3 separate regions of the Gossypium hirsutum genome follow, and regions 1 and 3 are each linked to region 2. Evidence: chromatin contacts called from public Hi-C data. All regions are on one chromosome and are shown on one strand. The core of a region is the stretch at or near the end of the contact, and the rest is flanking DNA. Distances in the headings are between cores, read along the strand shown. Region 1 holds the start of LOC121228189 (chaperone protein dnaJ 16). Region 2 holds the start of LOC107899007 (two-component response regulator ARR5). Region 3 holds the start of LOC121228187.

The links. A called contact is a pair of places that touch in the nucleus more often than the background predicts.
Region 1: a Hi-C map of leaf shows a contact between it and region 2, with 3 times the contacts expected there. The contact joins the promoter of LOC121228189 here to the promoter of LOC107899007 in region 2. A contact is called at or near these places in 12 of 34 Hi-C or Micro-C datasets (anther, callus, hypocotyl and 1 more).
Region 3: a Hi-C map of leaf shows a contact between it and region 2, with 1.7 times the contacts expected there. The contact joins the promoter of LOC121228187 here to the promoter of LOC107899007 in region 2. A contact is called at or near these places in 7 of 34 Hi-C or Micro-C datasets (callus, hypocotyl and leaf).

What each region holds. Positions count from the first base shown.
Region 1 is chrA04:80,135,704-80,140,129 of Gossypium_hirsutum_v2.1, forward strand. It overlaps LOC121228189 (chaperone protein dnaJ 16), which reads left to right and starts at 3,167. Exons shown (of 12, transcript XM_041111456.1): 1 at 3,167-3,931. The coding sequence starts at 3,792. TRNAQ-UUG (transfer RNA glutamine (anticodon UUG)) reads right to left here and starts at 2,818; the gene lies at 2,747-2,818.
Region 2 is chrA04:80,401,901-80,406,844 of Gossypium_hirsutum_v2.1, forward strand. LOC107899007 (two-component response regulator ARR5) reads left to right here and starts at 1,989. Exons shown (of 4, transcript XM_016824595.2): 1 at 1,989-2,917; 2 at 3,018-3,103; 3 at 3,197-3,345; 4 at 3,438-3,974. The coding sequence starts at 2,755. The coding sequence ends at 3,750.
Region 3 is chrA04:80,068,539-80,073,254 of Gossypium_hirsutum_v2.1, forward strand. It overlaps LOC121228187, which reads left to right and starts at 2,564. Exons shown (of 4, transcript XM_041111452.1): 1 at 2,564-3,452; 2 at 3,840-4,073; 3 at 4,185-4,248; 4 at 4,599-4,716. The coding sequence starts at 3,886.

The DNA.
Region 1 (4,426 bases), core at 1,917-4,416, 270 kb before region 2:
CGAATTTTGCTCATATAATGGTAGACACATATTTTAGGTTAAATTTTGTGTTTTTAGCTAGATAAAATTTTTATTTAAAAAAAAACACAAAATTTTACATACACCATTATGTGGGTGAAAAATATGATATTTTAAAAGAATAATAAATTATAAGGTTAAAAATATGATATTTAAATCTTTAAATTTTGTTTTTTGTACCCACTAATTATAAGGTTAATATGACTATTGAGTTAATTAATCTCATTTTAAATTATATATGAATTATCACATACTTAGCTTTTAATATGAGTTAATTAATTGCCATTTCAATTTTAATAACAGTTAATTACAAACATAACAACCTTTGAGAGTTAATTGCATCATATTCTATATTAATCCTTAAATTTCATAACATTCTAATTACATCTCTAAGTTATTGATATTGTGTCAATCAAGTCCTTTCATTATTAAAATCGTTAACCATTATCTGACATCTAAGTTATTGATATTGTGTCATAATTTAAAATAAGAATTTTAAAGAAAATTAAAATGTTGTCATATAACTTTTAAAAGTAAAAACCAAAAAAAAAAGATCGAGTGAATGAACAATAAAACTTTTGTAAAAGTTTCGAAAACTTCAACACCAATATTTTTATAAATTATGTCACATGAGATATGACATCTAATTTAACAGTTAAATTATTGATTTTAGTAACAAAAGAGCTTTATTGATATAACCTCAATAGTTTGAGGATTTAATTAGAATGTTTAAAGTTTGAAGACTAATTTAAAACGAAGATAATAGTTTAGGGATGTATTGTATAATTAACTCTACCCTTTTAAATAACCATGTAATTAGTTTTTTTGGTCAATAATTGTGTAATTTGCCTTTAAATGCCTAAATATTAAGTCAACATCTACAAATTTTGCTTAACGGAATATTGCTATAAAAAAATTGTATAAATATATCTTCTAGATATAATCATCAATCCGTTTTTATAATTAATCAGTGAAATAAAATTGTTCTTATTAATAACGATTTTTTTATTTTTAATCCTCCATCTATTTTAATAATTTTTTTCATTGTTTATTTCATTATTTCAATTATCTTTATACTTTTATTCTTTTAGTTCAAATGTTTTTCATGTTTTTTAAAATTATTATATATATATATTATAAATTACTGTATTATTATTTTATCATTTTTTCATCTATCATTGAATAAATAAAAATATTAAAATTTGTCGATTAAGTCTTAGTTTGATTGGCATGAGCATTGTTATCAGTGTAGGAGGATGTGGGATCGAGTGTGCTAAAACATATTATCTTCATATTTATGGTTGGAGAAGGCTATAGATAATTTTAGATATTGTGCTATTTTAATAAAAAAGCCAAATATAATCAAAAACATATAATAAAATTATTAAAAAAATTTATATAACAATCATTTTATGTTGTCGGCTATTGATTTCACAATTTTGCCATGTTTAAACTGAAGTGTAATATTTTTGAAGCAACATAATTTTATAATGGTACATTTGTATATTTTAAAATGTGATGGATTAACATCTTAATAAATATAATTTTAATCATTTTAAATTTAATAGATTTGATTTAAATATTTCAAAATGTATTATTATGAGTTTATAAAATTAGTTCAACATTCATGTATATGTTAAAATCTTTGAGCTTTTAATAATATTGATATTATAGATATATGGAAGTTCGGCTTTGAAAACTAATAGTTAGGGGTGTAAATGAATAAAATGTTCGATGAACCACTTGTATAACGTTCGTTTACTAAGCTAAATAAATAAGTATGAACAAAATTTTTATATTTGTTTAATAAATGAGTGAATACCAACATACGTGTGTTCGGTTCGTTTATGTTCACGAATAAACTCGTTTATTGGCTCGTTTATAAGCTTGTTTATGACTCGTTTATTTATTAATGATATTTTCTTATAAAAATATTGAAATAATATCTGTGTGTATGTATTTATTTATTATATGTTTGTTTATTATTCATTAATATTGTTCGTGAACATTTTCAATTATATGTTCATGAACATGTTGTTTAATGTTCGTGAATTTTAAACAAACGAATATGAACACACATAAATTTAAATAAACGAACATGAACAAAAAATTTAAAATTTTTAACGAACACAAATTGAACATGAACAAAGGGTTGTTCGTTCAAGCTTGATTCATTTGCAGCCCTACCAATAGCAACTATACTTGAAGATTAGATTGGTTTTGATCAAACAATTATATAATTATAGGCATAATCACAATTATAAATATAAATTATAAACATTCAAAAAATTATGGGGAGGAATTCACTTATACAATGTAAAACTTAAGTTGTTTTACACCATTGATAACTTTTTTATGCTATTAATATTTTAACGATCTAATAGTTGAATTTTTTTAAAATATTTGTACTTATCATGCATGCAAAATTTTTAATCGAGTCAGTATCTACATCATATCAATCTAAAGTATTGTTTATAATAACATATATTTGATAATTGAAAGTCTTTTTTTCATAAAATAAATAGTTAAAATTTTTTAATTTATATCAAACTTGACATATATAATTTATATAACTAGAGCATGAAATATAACGGTGATTGTTAAAATATTAATCATAAAAAAATTATGAAAAAATAGAAAGCCACTTAAATTTTACTCCAATAACCGAATTATGATAAAATTAATAACCATTTTTCTTTTAAATATCGCATTTTAAGGTGAACAAAAAAGGTCCTACCGGGAGTCGAACCCAGGTCGCTGGATTCAAAGTCCAGAGTGCTAACCACTACACCATAGAACCTCCAATGCTTATAAGATATAAATCTTAATTTAAAATCAAAGTAGAGGAAATAAAAGGATTTTCAATGGGAATAAGAATAATCTGCAAGTTAGTGATCGGATGATTCTAAATCATGCAACAAGATCATTATTCACTGTTTGCAATTGAGAGAATTAGGTTCGGTAATTTATGTATTTATATAATTTTTAATAAACTAGTAATTTGTGCTATAAAAACTTCAACATCTTATGTTTTTTCATGATTTTGTTTAATTTATATATATATTTAAGTAATTTTGTGGGTACCTTTAATTATATTTGTAATTATTTTTATAATCCAATAATTTAAATAATAAAATTAAACAATTTCACTTTCTTTTTTGTATAAAAAAACAATTTCCATGTTTTTCAAAATCCCGCTTCAACGAGGAATGCAAATTATGCGCATTGCGCACCCACGTGCTCCTCGATCCCATGACACGTGCCAATGCAAGCAGATATGCGTTTGCAGACTGCAGACTGCAGACTGCAGTGCGCAGTGTGCAATCTCCATACTGCAATGGTACTGTTCAGATAAACGCATAGCCATTGAATTTTGGTTTTTGAAAATATTTATAAACCAATGACGATATAGGTTGTCTCAAATTTAAATTTAAAAAATGAATATGTTAAAATATTAACATTGCACCTAATTAATTTCCCCTCCAATTTTTCCTCCTCTTTCTTTCTCTTCTCTCTATCAAACCTCCAGCTTGGAAGTCCCATGGAGTTTCCTCTTTCTATCTTCTCTTCTCAATGCACCTGAATCTTTCCTTTTTCGCTTCTTAACCCCTAAAAAAGTCTCCTACTTTGTTGAAATGTGGTGGAGACATAAGGGAGTTAATTTCCATTCCGTTTTTGGAATTTAGTTTAAGGTTTTGGATTTCTAGGGTTTCTTACCTTAAAATAGAACAATTTTCCGGTTTAGTTTTTTGTTTGGTGGTGTCTACAGAAAAATGCCGCCACATCGATCCAAGTCGGAGAAAAACGATGGCATGGCGAAGCATCTTCGTCGAGATCCTTATGAGGTGCTTGGGGTCTTGAGAAACTCTACGGATCAGGAAATTAAGAGCGCGTACAGAAAAATGGCTCTCAAGTATGTTTAGTTTTTCTTACCTTTTTTTTTAAAAAAAATTTTAATTGTAAATTTTCGGTCTTTTTCCTTTATAAGTTTAAAGGTGTTCCTATGTTCGAATTCTTGGTGTTTTTGTTAAGAGTTTTTAGTGATTTCTTTAGGGTACATCAGGGTACACTAGTTTGAGCATATTGATAACTATGGTTAATTATAAGGTAAATTCACTTGCGTACGTGGAGTATACCAAGTATTTAGAACCGGAATTTGGATGGCATTTTCGAACCATAACTGGAGATTTATGAGTGATTGGGGTTCGGTGTGATGGTTTGCCTTCCCAATGATAGTGTGTAGGAGAGTCATTTATCAACATATAGCAATAGCTGTGGAGGACTTGGCCAAGCTTCAGATTTTTAGTGTTGGTATTTGCCAGTTAGACAACAGATTTTGCTTAGATCAGGTGTCCTATACCATGCTTGTGCAGGGATAAGCATTCGAAGCAGAATAACGCTGGCCTTT
Region 2 (4,944 bases), core at 739-3,238:
TTATATCCTACATGAAATCTTTTTTTTTATTGGCTTTACTATAAAAGAGGGTCACCACCAAACAATTCTACATAGTTTCACAAGTTCACAAGTCTTTGAGTTTAGATATCAAAGTTTGAAAAGAATATGTTGATAACTAGAAGTTTTCTCCAAAATCCCAAGAAATCTCTAAAGAATTTGAAGAACAACATAGCCATTCTAGAGAAAGTTGTTTTTTTATCTTGTTTGATCGATTTTTTTCTTCGAGATCAAGCCTAGAAGTGAAGTCATTCTTCCATCAAAGATCAAGACTAGAATGCTTTTGGATCAAAGCTCTCGTTAGCCTCTTTGCATCAACATAAAGGAGATAACAACTTGTTTTTAAAATAAAGTCTCGATGACCCTTGAAGCAAACTAAACCATCCAATATCAAGTTTCAAAAACTCTTCAATCCAAATTCTCTCTATAACTGTTTTCAAGATCAAGTCTCAACAAACTTTGAAGTGAACATAATTGATTCAACATCAAGTCTCAAAAGCCCTTGAATTCAATGAAGTCTAATTTTCAACCAAGTATCTCGCCAGACCTAGTTTACGGGTCAAGTCTTGATGACCCTTAAAGCAACCGTATTAATCTTAGATCAAAGTCTAGACAATTCTTGAATCAAAGCAGAGAATAATAAAAGGAGTTTTTCTTTGTAATAAATTTGTTTTTAGATATTATAACTTCTCTTCAATGTTTATAAATAAATTTGACTCCAAATTTTCCTAATCAATGTTTAACTAGAAATTTGTGTATATATTATTTTCTATTAATGAAGCTTGGTGAACTAATAAAAAATATGAGTTTATTTAATTAAAAAAAAAGTAGATTGACTTGTTTTAAACAAAAGATAATAATTTAAGATTTTTTAATATATTAATAAACCTTAAAAAAGAGGTTGAATGGAAGCTTAAATAAATTTGGAAAGAAAATAAAACTTGAATGAATAGAAAGTAAAGTAGAAAAGGCAAATCGTGAGAAGAAAAAATGGCGAGAAAAAGGAAAGGCGGGGTAAGAGTTAAGGATCGGATCGGATCCGATGATTGTTGATTTCAAGGCAAGGTTAAGGCGATCTCCAAGATTTGATATGCAGTTTTCAAAACATAAAAGAAAAGTCCGAAAGATTAGAAAAAGCTTTGTTGGTCCCCCCCACCCCCCAGATTTGTTTTCGACTCCCCCAAATCTCTCCCTTCTCTCTCTCTCTCTTGTCGTTTTGGCTACCTTTTCAACTCCATTTCTGCGTTTTTAATATTCCCTAAATCCCTTTGATCACCTCTATTTCATGTCCTTATCCTCTCATTCTTCTTTTCAATTTCTAATTTCTATTCCCTAACTAATTCCCTCTTTTCATTCTTACTTATTTACACATTCTCGTTACTCATTTTTGGTATATTCACCCATCTCACTCCATTTTTCTTCAATTATCTTTTTAGAGAAGTTAATATATACCAGCTTTATAGCATGTTGTGGGTAATTTTTTTTTTAGGTAAATCATATATTTATACAAGGTATACAGGCATTAAATAAACTATTTAAAATACCCTTAAATTATTATTTATTATTTTATAAAAATAAAAATATTTTAATAATTTTTTACTTATGTAGATTAATGACACTAACTCAATAAGTATATATAAAGAGATAAACTTTAAAATTATATATAAACTTTAATTCAAAGTACAATTTGATTCATGAACTTAAATTTGATACAATTATACATATAAAATTTTAATTTTGATTCAATCATACATATTTAAAAAAATAAATATATTAAATTATTTTTATATGTAATTTATTTAAAAATGATATAAAATCAGTATAATTTTCATGAAGACATAAAGGTTGAATGGTAGAAGAAGAGGTGATTAAAAAGAAACCAAAGTTGATTAATGGTGTATTAAGAGAATCAAAGTCATTATTGGTTTGAGAGGGTTAAAACCCAGCACGTGTAATTAAATAAATACAGAAGAATTAATAGACCAAAAAAGGGAGTGTAAAGGACAGAACACTAGGTGGGGTGGTACCTGCGAAAAACAAGCAACGAGGAAGATAAAATTTTTAATTTAAAATATTATACTTAGGGTAATTATTAATTTTGAAAAAATTGGATGTTTTTGTTATTGTTAATAAAAATCTGTGTGCACCCTTCCTAGAAATAGTAAAGATGCTGTTTGTCCAATTCCATCCGTCTTTTCAAAGCCGGTTGAAGAGGGAGAAAAGAAACGTATTTTTAAGCTGTTGTTATTTATGCCGCCGGTTCGGGAGATGTGTCGGATTTGACGGCGCCTTCCTCCATTGACCTCCGGTCAGTTTCCCTGCTCGATTCCGACCATTCACTGGCACGTCCCTCAATAATATTTCTTTTATTTTGACCAATTTATCTTATCTGTCACCACGATATTTAAACGAAATAATGGAAAGAGGCAAGTGAAAAGGGACAGGGGGCAGGGCACCGAAGTGGATTTTCGAATCCCAGCGACTATTAACCCTCTCTCCTTTTGCATTAAAATATTAGATTGCGGGGATTTCTTAGTGTGAGAAAGATTTGATTTGCGAGAGAAATTTTATATTTTAATATCCATTTTTCTTTTAAAAAACATTACACCGTATAAAATGCCAGACCATTGAACCAGGGGTGGAAGCCTTGTTTATTAAAGCCCTTCTCTTTTTTCTCTCCCTTTTTCCTTTTTTTGCATTACAGAAATCTCCCTCTTTGATTTTGTTGTCTCTGAGATGGCCAGGAACGGTGGCGTTGCTTGGATGAGGACGACGGAGAAGATAGACGGCTACGATCTTTCTACGTCTGATACCGAAGAAGTTCATGTTCTTGCCGTTGATGATAGCCTCGTTGATCGGAAAGTCATTGAACGCTTGCTCAGAATTTCCTCTTGTAAAGGTTTGTTCATCCAGATTCCCTTCTTTTTCTTCGACTTTTTTTTTTAAATTAATTAGTTTGGATTTGAATCGAATGGGGGTTTGGATTTGGATTTGTGCAGTGACGGCAGTGGATAGCGGGAGGAGAGCTTTGCAATACCTGGGATTAGATGAGGAGATTCAAAAGAAAGAAACGAATGGTTTTGATGTGAGTACTAATAATAATTGCAATTTCATCACAAAATTTCCCAGATATTGATTTTTCTGACCTCATTTGTTAGCTTTTTTTTGTGATTTTCAGGGTCTGAAGGTTGATCTGATTATTACCGATTATTGTATGCCTGGAATGACCGGCTACGAATTGCTCAAAAAGGTGAAGGAATCTTCAGCTTTTAGAGAAATCCCAGTTGTTATCATGTCATCTGAGAACGTTATAGCTCGAATCGACAGGTATTGTTTTTTTAAGTAACTTTTATGGCCTTAAATCATTGAAAAAAATTGGGTTAAAAAAAATAATGGATCTTGAAATTGTTGATAAACAGATGCTTAGAGGAAGGAGCAGAGGATTTTATAGTGAAACCAGTGAAATTATCAGATGTAAAACGCATAATAGATTACACGACCACAGAGTTAAGAGAGGGAGAACAAAGAGAAGGAGCAAGAGCAAGAAGAAGAGGAATCAACAAAAGAAAGCAAAGAGAAGGAGATGACGATCTGTCATCATCCCCACCGTCTACTTTATCATCATCAGCATCATCGTCACCATCATCCTCGATTCAATCAGCAACAGCACCGTTGTCTCCTTCAACACTGGATTCTCCCACCAGACGTCTGAAAATGACAAGCTCTGAATAGAGCAGCATATTTTACTACTAATAAAAAGGATTTCAACTTTTAGAAGACTAGACCAAACCCCTCCCTGCAATTCTCCCGTTAATATTTTTTGACGGTTTTTGTTGCGCTTTGCAAATTAATCAAAGCTCCCTTTTCTTCTTCTTTCTAAGTTTTTGTACTTTCTGTTAATTATATTTATATAATGTAACAAAATGGGATTCCAATTACTAACTCAGATTAAATTATATTTATTCTTCTTTTTTTACATATATTTGAGGCCAATTTCTTTTGGGTTTGGATTGGAATGGATGACTCTGATTAATTTATTTAATATTTTGTTATCTATTTATGATCTAAATCTCTAGGGGATTATTATTTTTTCATTAGATGAAATATTTAATGAATTAGATCTAGTAGATAAAAAAGAAGAATCAACTGACAAGAGTGAAACATTGTTTTGATACAGTGGCGAAAGATTTACAAGTCTGGCTTGACGTAAAGTTGACATTTATTTTTAATAATTATAATTATAATTTTAAGGTAACTAATATTTTTTAATATTTTAAATATAAATTTAAAGTGAAAAGACTACATTGACAAATTTGATAAACCTTTAAGGGCTCATTGTCGTATTATACCGTTTATAGTTTGAGAAAGTTCAATGTATCACATTTGTGCCAAAAGCGCCATATGAATCAAATTTATGCCAAAATATCACTTCTGTATTGCCTTTTAACATAAAATGTCCCTCATTCTGTAGGTAATCTTTTACCTATTTTGCTAAATAGTATTATTACATTTAATCTAATTCGTTATTTATTTTTTTGGGTATTTGATATAAAATGAAAAACGAAATCCCAAATCTCTTGAGACCTAAAATGAAGAAAATAAAAATAAAAATGAGGAGAAATGATAGGAGAGGGAATATTAGGAGGGGAATAATAATAATAATAATAGGGGGGGAGAGGTGTTGGAAAAGGGGAAGGAGATGTCCCCTGTAGAGGGGACTAAGTGGGAACTACCTCTCTAAGATTATGTATTTATTTTGAGAGGAAAATGCAGAGAGCTTTTTCAAGTGAATAGAAATGGGGATGGCTATCCAAGGCCGAGGGGGGAGACTCACTTCCCTACCACTATCACTATTGGGGCATAGCTGCTGATACTGGATAGATCTTTGGACCCTACATTTTGGCTGTCAGACTTTGATTGTTCATA
Region 3 (4,716 bases), core at 1,314-3,813, 330 kb before region 2:
AAATGAAATTCATGAAATTTAACCCTTATTTCAAGCCTAGCCAAATTTTTCATATAACAATAACAGTCCATGCATTTCAAAAAAATCAAAATTTTTCCATGAATTTTACATCTTTACAATTTAGTCCTTAAATCACAATTTCATGAAAATTTCCTTTACAAAAGTTGTTTATCTATCAACAACCTTTCATTTTCTACTATAAATTTCAAAATTTCAGCACACTCATCCATGGAAAATTTTTAATATTTTGATAAATTTGCAAATTAATCCCCAAAATAGCTAGATCAGGTTATTACGATCTCGAAAATATAAAAATTACTAAAAACGGAATAAGAATACTTACCCAATTAAGCTTGCTTGAATTCTTTTCTCTTAGCTATGGTTTTCATGAAAATAATTTGGGGAAGATGATGAAATAAGATTATATTTTGTCTTTTAATTAATTATCATTTTTTATTTTTTCACTTTCCAATTTAGTCATTTTCTTTTCTTAAATTTCCATGGATGAATCATCATAATTATCTACTAACTTCTCTTAATGGTCTATTTACCTTATAAGGACCTCAAATTTTGAATTCCATAGCTATTTAATCCCTCTAACTACTAAAATTCAACTTTTGTACTTTATACAAATTGGTCCTTTCTAACAATTAAATTTATAATCGATAAATTTTTTCTTACCAAAATTTTTATATGTCATTTCTATCATACCAAAGACTATAAAATAATATTAAAATAATTTTTTTTGACTTCGGATTTGTGGTCCCGAAACCACTGTTCCGATTTTACTGAAAACGGGCTATTACACTTGAGATCCTTGAATGTGAATTAGTTTGGTGTATGAAATGTAGTGCCAATGAAGGCACATTGGTTAGGCACTTAGGTTGGATGTTTTGGTATGTTTCAAGCATGTTTTGAATGTGTTTTGAAGGCATGAAAATAGTTGATATTGATTTGACTTGATACCTAAGAAAGGGTTGAAAATTTGGCTTGTTTATGAAGTTTTTAGGCTACACATGGTCTGGGACACGAGTTGTTACATGGCTGTGTGTCACTCACAGTCTGTCCTCCTGGTCGTGTGGATGTTAATTTTTAAGTGCAGGATTTGTTTCATACAAGCATAGTGAGCCACGCGGCCTCTTGCCAAAATAGTTAACCAGTATATTAACCTAATAATACATAGCCTCACCACAACATCTTAGTTTTGGGAAGAGAGAACATCGATCAATTTATTACATTCTAACTAACACTTAATCTAACTCATCTGAATTTGCTCCAACAATATCTTAAGTTGACATACATGACTATCAAAATACTTAATAAAATAGTAACTTAATGCCCATGCTTAGCCTTTATCTATCTATAAAGATCGATCATCAAGGCTTTATGCACTTTCACAATGTCTTATATTTTATGTTGTAACGATATTAAAGATATTTTCAAACTTTAATTTTGGGATACCAACGATGTCTCATTATGTCCTCCTTGTAGAAGCAGTAATGGTTTATGTTGCTTTTATGATAAATAAAATTCTCCAATTTGTTAGGAAGAAAGCTGTAAGTTGACGAGGTTTGACTTGGATTACATGATTTTGAGGACTTTCTTTTTTGGTATAATCTTCAATAATGTCTCTTTTATTCATGGGACGACATATTGACATGGATTCGTATGAGTTAACATTTTTTTTCTTATACGAGTGTAGTATCATGATTTTTAGTATTTATTTTTTTATATAATACTTAAAATTATTAATAATTTCTCTTCAATATTTAAATAAGAGAATGATATGTTTCAACTATTCAAATCTATATCCTCTTAAATTAATAATAATACTAATATCAACTGAGTTAAAACTCAATTCACTCAAAGTTTTATATTTATGAACAAATTACTAATAAAATCTTTATATTTGGGTTTTAACATTGGTAAATGTTAAGGAAAAGACAATTATTTTAGATTTAAATTTGACCATATAAATTTGTTTTAATTTAAATTTAAATGGTATTTCACTTTTATGAATCATGCTTAAATTTATTTTAATTTATGTTTATTCTATTTTGTATTGAATTTGTTCTAATGTTAATTAGTTCTACATATATTATTTTTAATTTTTATTATATATTCGTATAATTAAAATTAAAAGTTTTACCTAAATATTTTTAAAAGTTTTTAAAAATGAAAGAAATAATTTATTTAAATAAAATATTAAATGGAGGATGGATCTGAAACGGCAATAATAAGATCCAAACATAGCGGTTCAGTAGGAACTGAAAACACGGTACATTTTATTTTTACCCAAAAATAAAATTAAAAAGAAAAAGAAAAAGAGAGAGCAGGCTCATCAGTCATGCCGACCACGTTCCAAAACATCAGAAATTTTGAAATAAAGAACAAGGAACACGTGTCGAATTCACATAGCAAGTAGGGTTTGGATCTACAAGCCCACGACGCAAAGCAAGTCGGTTGGGGAAATATACTGATAGGTCAGTGGTACTATTTGGTCCGCTGATATTTCTAAAGATTTTTATATAGTTTTTTTAATGCCTATTGTTACACTTTAAAAGGGGTGCTAATTCCGATGTTATTTCTCGCGGGAGGCACCGCTTTTTCTGATTTTTATTATACAATTTCTCATTTCTTTTCTTTTTAAAAATTTTATATATAATCAATGCGAGTTGGACTAAAGAGTGTAACGAGATTGTTGCCATGTTTTCTTTTTTTTTTCTTCTATCCAGTGTCAATGAATTTTAATATTTGAGATAAGATTTACTTAATAAATTAATTTTATTAAATAAAAAAATTTTGAAATTTTGAAATTTTTAAGTTTTAGTATGCATTTTTTTAAAGTTTATTTTGGTTTAAATATGTATATATATTATCAATTAATATGAGTTTAAGCGTGTAAAAACATATTAATCTTCTTATGAGTAATTTTAAGTATTTATATAAAAAATATATAAATAATTAAATTTATAATTGTACTTAAAAAATAATTAAACTTTAATTTAAAAATGAAACATAAATCAGTTTCAAACAAAATTTTGAAAAATGAAAATGAGCTCAAACCTTTCTACTATTTCTCACTTTTTCTTTTCAGAAGCCTTTTACTATTTAAGTACACCCTACTTCTTCTTTTTCTTTCAATAAAATTATTTTTTATTTTCAATTCTTAGCTGTATTGTTGCCACGTTCCCCTACGACTTTTCTTATTTAATTTACCTTAATTTACTTTATTTTAATTCCAATTTTCGTGATTCTCTCGTCTCTTCCCTCTTTTCTTTTTTTTCCTTCCTAATTTCTCTTTCTCCTTCTCATCTATAAAGCACACCGGACCTTTCCTCCGCTATCCTTCTTTTTTCTCTCGCCTAACTTTACTTCATTTTCTTTCTCTGTTTATATTTTACTACCTACTCCAACAGTTTCTCAACGCAGCTGTACAGTTAGAAACAAAGGTATTATACTTTCTCTCCATTACCTCTTCGCCTCTGCCTTCTTTCTTTCCCCCTCAATTTTTCATCGTTTCAAACAAGGTCTTCTCAAGATTTCCTTTATTTCTTCCTCGATCTGAATCATTTCCTTACGAAACCTAATTTTGGGAATTTAAGCTTATTTTTTTTCCTTATAATTAACATCTTTAAGCTCCGTTTGTTTTTTTCCGGCTCCGAATTGCAATTAGATCTATTTATTTTAATATTTAATTTGTTTTGCTCCTGTAGATCTACGGATCTAGAACTGATTTTATCATTATTGTAGGAATTTAATGTTAGAAATACACCGGAAGAAGGCTACGGTTGAATTTTGGTTTCTGTTCAATTAAGTTTCTGTTTTATGTTAAATAGGGATATTAATTGTTAATAATATAAAAAAAACGTCAAAGGGGAAAAGATGAAGCAGCGTGCCATCCAACAGAACGCTATTGGAAGCAGCTGTGAGGAGTTGCAGAGCTCTATTTCGGTTTCAGTTATGGTTACGGATCGGAGAGAGACTATGGTCTGCCCAAAACCACGTCGTTTGGGTCTCTTAAACGCCTCTTTCAACGACCAGCCAGTTCGGTCCCTCAGATGGCAACTTAGGTAATTTTCCCTTATTCCCTTCAACTTTTAACCTTCTCTCTCTCAAAAATAAATAAATAAACAAATTACAGCAGAGATAGAGTACTAACAAATATTTTTAATGTTTTTCAGCCATCAAACTGAGCTTTGTGATTCGAAAGCAGGGAGTGATATTTTGGATATGATTCTTACAAAGGTATGCCCATGCTTCTTTCTCCTTGTTTATTTTTAAAAATAATCTACACGTATTTAGGTGTTTATTTCTAGTTGTCTTATTCTAAGGAACAATAAATTATCATAAATTATAAAATAAAAAAAAATCTTAGCTTTGGGGCAATGGCGGAGTCTCGATGCCAGAAATGTCTTTTGCAAAGGGGGGGGGGACCATTTAAAATTTTAACCGTTAGTTTAGTGAGCCAACTAAAGAGTTTCTAGAAGAACATAGTTCTGGTTTTCCAAAGTGTTGATCTACGAGAAGATCCGTTAATCTGTTGTATACGGTTTCTCATAAAAAAAAAATTATCTGATGAATTTGGAATTTGGCAGGGTGGTTGTAGAGCAGAACAAGTAGCGTCGTCGCCCCCATTTTTTTGTGGGTCGCCGCCGAGTAGAGTAGCTAACCCATTAATACAGGATGCTCGATTTGGGGATGAGAAGATGGTCA